2 separate regions of the Mus musculus genome follow, and region 2 is linked to region 1. A link is a contact called in public Hi-C data. All regions are on one chromosome and are shown on one strand. Each heading gives the region's core, a stretch centred on a gene start, on an enhancer-like site or on the middle of the called end of the contact. The rest is flanking DNA. Distances are from core to core; before and after follow the strand shown. Region 1 has its middle 84 kb from the start of Pah. Region 2 has its middle 59 kb from the start of Washc3.

Region 1 (2,978 bases), core at 291-2,790:
AAAAACTGTGCATCAACCTTACATAAAAGCCATAACCCAGACCAAGTTATCTCAAGGCTGTGAACATGAATGAGCCTTACAAATTCAAGTATATATTCTTCCATGAGGCACCAGCAGGAGTCACTTATGAAAAGGAAGACATCCAGTTTTCCTACTTGTAGTCGCTTGTTCCATGAAGACCCCCATGTTTATCTGAGCACTGCTACTACGTAATATTCAGGGTATTACAGGCTGAGGGGTGTGGAGCAAAAAGAACATTGGAGATGACAAATATGGCAGAGAATAAGGTGAATTAAGTCTCTAGAACCCTGCTTAGGGTAGGACCAAGTTTTTAAAAACAATCTTAGCCAGTAGTCTCTGCAGGTCCTCTCCGGATACTCTCTGGGGATTCAGTAGTATATAGTACAGTCAGTCAGTAGCACTTGTCTCTGGCCTCTGCTTCAGTTCCTGCCTTCTGGATTCTGCCTTAAATTTCTGCCCTGACTACCCCTCATAATGGACTGTAAGATGTAAAGTTAAATAAACCTTTTCCTCCCCAAGTAGCTTTTGGCCATGACCTTTAATCACAGCCATAGAAAGCAAACTGGAACATCCCTTTCTTTTCCAGATACTCTGTGCCTACACAGTGGTGATCATCACAATGCTAGATCTTGTTTTGTTTTGTTTGGGGATATCTGCTCTCACTTTGATCCGGTGAACCAAGAGTCCTCAATCCCTTTGCCTCCAGCAATATCCGAATGTAATCTAGGTTACAGTACAAATCTGCAATCTGCCAGTAAGGTGTGCACACACGGGAAATGGAAGGTGGAAGAGAGCATGTCAGCGATGTATTCAGGGGACTGGGATGGTGGGAGGGATTATGGGTGGAAAGAGTGATATGGGATGAAGGCTAAAATCATCCTTTGTCAAAGGCTACAGCAAGCAGCATAAATGGCTCTAGGGAAATAAGGAAAAGCTGTAAGAATAGGGAGTTGGGTAGGAAAATGTAGCCATGCCTTCAGTGTCCTTCCATGTATCAGAGAGCCTTCCATGTAGCAGGGACTCAGGAACGTAAAAAGGTGTGCAGATCTGTGCTGGAGTCAGACTATTCACTCATCGTGTTGATTCAATCCTGCAGTAGGTTCAACTTCACTCGACATTTAAAAATCACCTCGGTTTTGCTTGTGCTAACTCGGGAATTTGTGAGGGGCTGGAAAGGAAAGGTAAAGGGGACAATAGGACCTGGAGCTATGATGATTGCAGTCAAAGGAGCCAGAATGAACATCCCTGTTGGTACCCAGGACATATCCCAACTGAGGCTTACTTGCCTGGGGGCTTTGTAAGAAGATCTTTGCTTGGCTCAGGAAGAGGTCGACTGCACACTGTATTTTGCTCATTCCAAGCAAACAAGCAATAATGTAATGGCAGGAAGCCTCGTAAAAATGGTTATTTCTATTCCCGGACTGCTCTGGGGCTCCATCTAATTTATAAACATTGTTTTATGAAAAATTGAGATCATTCTTGGAAGTGCCCACAGACAGTGACCTCTGCTTGTTTTGGTGCAGTGTTTGCGTGTAAGTGTGTACACGGGCTGTTGTTGCTAAGGAGGCGGTGGCCAGCTCTGGGGAATGGCTGCCTTTCCATTCTGCACATTTTCTTCTTCAGGGAGGGCAAACCTGACACCCCTCACCCCAAATCAATTACTCCTCACAAAGACAGAAATGAATTCGGCGGCAGCAGAATGTCAGAGGCAGGATGGCCTTACCCACAACACATTAAAGAATAGTTCAATTCTTCCAAGTGCTTCCACATGTAGAAATATTTGAGTTCTCCAATTTTTTTCTGAGAATTGGGCCACTGATACCAAGTTGTCTGGTAGGATTTGCATTAAATTCTAGAACTTATAGCTGCTATTAAGTGTACAGGGCTGGAGGAAGGAGTCTGAGATTGGAGGAAGCAGAGATCAGATATAAATCAACTGTGGGAGTTCCTGATGCCTCCTAAAAATGAGTAACGATTGGAAGAGTATGAGATCCGAATAAAAATCATGAGTAGGGCTCACCTTTCAGCTCTGCTTCTTTGCTTGCTGGGTGGCCCTGGACCCATAACTTAATACTAAGAAAACCCAATTTTCTCAAATGTCAGGGAAAACACCTGTATTCATTAATTCAGCAAGCATCCATGATGTGTGTGGGATACAAAACAGCCAGCCTCAGTGGACACTGGGTCCAGCAGCTTCCTTTATGCAGAATGTTCTTTTCTCAGACATCTACATTGGTCATGCCCTTCCTTTCCTATGACTGTCTACTCAAATCTCATCTCGGTTCTTCAGTCATCCCTGCTCGAGGTCGGTTCTTCAGTCATCCCTGCTCGAGGTCGATATGAAGAGCATCCTTTTGGTATTTTCCCCTCCATACCTTTCCCTTTCTTCCTTTTCTTGTTACCTGACATAATTATATATTGTGTGCCTCTCTCCCCCCCTTCTCTCTCTCAGCTGCTGTGCTTTTATATCAAATCTCCCCTAATTAGAATTACTATGATGAAATTACTTTTTGTTGTTAAGTAGTTTTTATATGTATGCATATGTGCCTGCCTATGTTTATGTGTATCATGTGCATGCAGAAGCCCGTGGAAGCCAGAAGGGGCCATCAGATCTGCCAAAATTGGAGCTGTATAGTTGGGACCCACTAAGTGGGTGTTGGGACCCAACTAGGTCCTTTGCAAAATCAGAGAGTGCTCATAAGTGCTGAGCCATTTCTCCAGCCCCAAGGTTCATAATGATGCCAAACACTATTATAGAGACTAAATATGAATTTATCAAATCATTGTGTATAGATTCCCCCAAAGTATGTTTTCTGAGATAGCTTCATAATTGAGAAAACAAAATTCAGCCTAAATGTTCAGAGGAAACATGTCACAGCGGAGTTTGACAGACTTGGTTAAACTTGTGATGAGAAGAAAGGATACTTTCTCTTAATATTCACAGGAGTCATTGCTGA
Region 2 (2,912 bases), core at 2-2,501, 650 kb before region 1:
TTAAATATTTCTTTTTATTTTAGTATTTGGATAATACTAAATTTTAAATAAGATACATGGCTTATATTTCCATTGTATTGGCAGAACTGCTGAAAGGCAATGTTATTTTCTATTTCCATAATAAAACAGTACCCCTCCCTGCTTTTTCTCACTTTTTTTTTTCCTTGTAGGGAACTTGCTCACGTGAACACGAGGGAGACATTCAAAGACTAATAAACAGGCTAGTTCATTCTTCCCTATTGTCTGGGGTTGTTTATCTGCATTCCAGCATTTCCATGGAGATTAGTGTAGTTGCAAGCTTGCTTTAATGGTCACAATGTTCTGTACGGTTTGCATGTTATAAAAAAAAAAAACGGTGAAACACAAGTCTTAAAAAGGCTCATTACTTTTGGTCATTAAAAAGCAGACGGACAAAGTGGGAGTGCTTGTATTAATAACTTTCACATCAGGCAAGTTGTTGTCTGACATATTCAGATGGACTCACCCTTTCTAAAGAAGTTATTGCTAAATACTGCTCTCCTGCAAAGAGCCTGGAGCCAACATCTGTTAGAACACCAAATAACAATGGCCAAGTCTCAAGAGATGGTGCTTGAAGGATTGGTTTGCTTTCAGGATGGTGAACAGCAGGAAACTGTCAGGAAGGGATTCCTGGATTCAACAGTTAGGCTCCCAAGTTTTTCTCTTCTGAGCTAGAAGAAACGTCCTGGGTTGACCATCAGATTGACTTTTAGCCTAATTTGTTCTAGTTTTATGAACTTTCCAGGTTTATATCAACAAACTCCTGTGAGTCCACAAACTTGGTGTGTGCCAGCACTTCATAGAATGTGACATTGCCTCAAGGATGTGAAACCAAATGGAACTGATTATACATACAATGAAAATAAACTTAGCAAGAGTCTGAGATACCACGTAAAGTATTTTACTTCATTCTGCAAAGCTCTTTGCCTTTAGGAAGTGAGCTTGTTTTTAAATACCAATGGGCTTTGTTTTTTTTGTTTGTTTGTTTTTTGTTTTGTTTTGTTTTTAAAAAAGCAAGGGCTTATCCACTGTCTTTGAAATGTAAGCAAGCAAAAAGAAAAAAAAAATCCAGAAGTTAAGTTATGACTTTGAAATCCAAAAGGGAGAATTACAACCCGAGGCGTGCCTGTCACACAGAGGGTCTGCTGTGCTTCAAAACAGTTGGGAGCACTTTATGTGTACGGATGGGCTGAGAGTACTCAGTAGACAGTGAACCTTTTGGAAGAACATGCAGTTCTTGAATACCTGTCACCAGCGTTATATTGCAGATGAAACGGAAGGGCTCTCACGTTGAGCAGTTCGCACACTGTCTCGGCAGCGATGACGTCACTGTGCGAACAAGCTGTTCCTTCTCACGATGTCCCTTCAAGAGGAGAGACTTAGTTTGACTTTGTCTCTCTCCTTCTCTTTCTTTCTCTCTCTTTTTTCCCCCTTCCATGCTGAATTTTGTAACCTTGTCAACTGCAACCTCTTTGGCCCAATAATTACAGTCAACATTGAAAGCTCTGCTCTCAAATTATAATTATTAGGACAGATAAAAGGAGGGAAAATAAATTAAACTCAGCCCTTTTATGCCAGTGTTATAGATGACATCCACCTGTGCTTTAGAAGTTTTGTGTTCAAGATGTTTTTTCACTTTATCTGTAAATAGAGTTTTTTTTTTTTAGGAGGGTGGGCAAAATGTGTTTGTATATATGTGTCTGTGTACGTATGTGTGCCTTTATGTGTATGTTTGTGTGGATATGTGTGTGTGTGTGTGTGTGTGTGTGTGTGCGTGTCTGTGCAGAGGCCAGAGGTAGCCTTCAGTACTCTCTATTTTTGTTGTTGGTTTATCTTGTTTCTGTTTTTTGTATGTGATAGGGTCTCTCAGTCTCTTATTGACCTGGATCTGGCAAAGTAGCCCAGGTTAGCTGGACAGGGAGCCCCAAGAATCCCGACTCAGAACTGGGATAGCAAGCATGCACCACCATGCTGGGATAGCAAGCATGCACCACCATGCTGGGCTCTGTCGTATGGGAGTTCTGGGTTCTGAATGAAGGACCTTATACTTGCACAGAAAACCCTTCTCTGACTTAGACACCTTTCTGACCCTGAAATAGCCCTTACATTTCTCGTTACTAAATTAATTCTACAGAGTTTGGTGTTATGCCTGTTGGTGCTTTACTGATTTAACTGAGCTGCATATTCCAACAAGCTGAAAATAATTATGAATATTAATAATATTTTTTCAGAAACAATGGTAACTCAATCTCTGGGTGCAACAACTAAAACCTAATCTTGTAAGCCTTATTAAAACCTGATTCCTCCGGTGGCGAATCCGCCATGATACTGGGAAAGTCTAGCAGCTACCTCTTACTCATCTGCTGTCCCCATTCCAAAATGGCTTATATATATATATATATATATATATATAATCAAAGAAACTCTTGGAGTCTATTTCTTTCCTATCAAATTCAACTATCTACGGAGAAAGTCAAAGGGAGACAACCATATATTTATAGAAATATATGCTTCTCCTATATAGACTTGAATACCCTTCTAGAAGAATATGGCTATATATTAACAAATACCTCAGAAGAATGAGAAAACAGACTGTGTGTTTTAACTTTGTCTTGATGGTGAACTAAAACCAAGAAGAAGTCTCCCCAAACCTTCAGGCTTAGTTCATTTTACTAACGATAAACTCCAGGAATATAGGGATGAACAACGAAGTTGCTTAAACGATGCCAACATTTTGTAGGTCTTAAGGATCTGGATTTACTATTGCAAAGTTTAAAAGTCAGTGTGGAGTAAAGACAGCACTTTAGGGATTGCCCCCTTTAAAAGCAGCAGTAAACACTCATCTGCTGCTACAGCCTGTTCATCCCAGTATTTAGGAACTGAGAAAAGAGGAC

The links. Hi-C and Micro-C count contacts between places; a contact is called where the count stands out from the background.
Region 2: a contact with region 1 is called in a Hi-C map of uterus, with 6 times the contacts expected there. The contact joins two enhancer-like sites. A contact is called at or near these places in 1 of 15 datasets of contacts at CTCF or cohesin (the NIH/3T3 cell line), 2 of 484 Hi-C or Micro-C datasets (bone marrow-derived macrophages and uterus) and 1 of 9 other capture datasets (embryonic stem cells).

The regions. Positions count from the first base shown.
Region 1 is chr10:87,604,258-87,607,235 of GRCm38.p6, reverse strand. No RefSeq gene overlaps it. Among named protein-coding and RNA genes, the nearest start is that of Pah, 84 kb to the right of the region's middle. Within about 2 kb of position 1,540, at least 4 of the 459 cell types and tissues checked have an H3K27ac peak or open chromatin away from gene starts, as enhancers often do. A contact at or near this core is called in uterus, where this site is marked.
Region 2 is chr10:88,258,905-88,261,816 of GRCm38.p6, reverse strand. It overlaps a transcript of Washc3 not described here. Among named protein-coding and RNA genes, the nearest start is that of Washc3, 59 kb to the right of the region's middle. Within about 2 kb of position 1,251, at least 6 of the 459 cell types and tissues checked have an H3K27ac peak or open chromatin away from gene starts, as enhancers often do. A contact at or near this core is called in uterus, where this site is marked.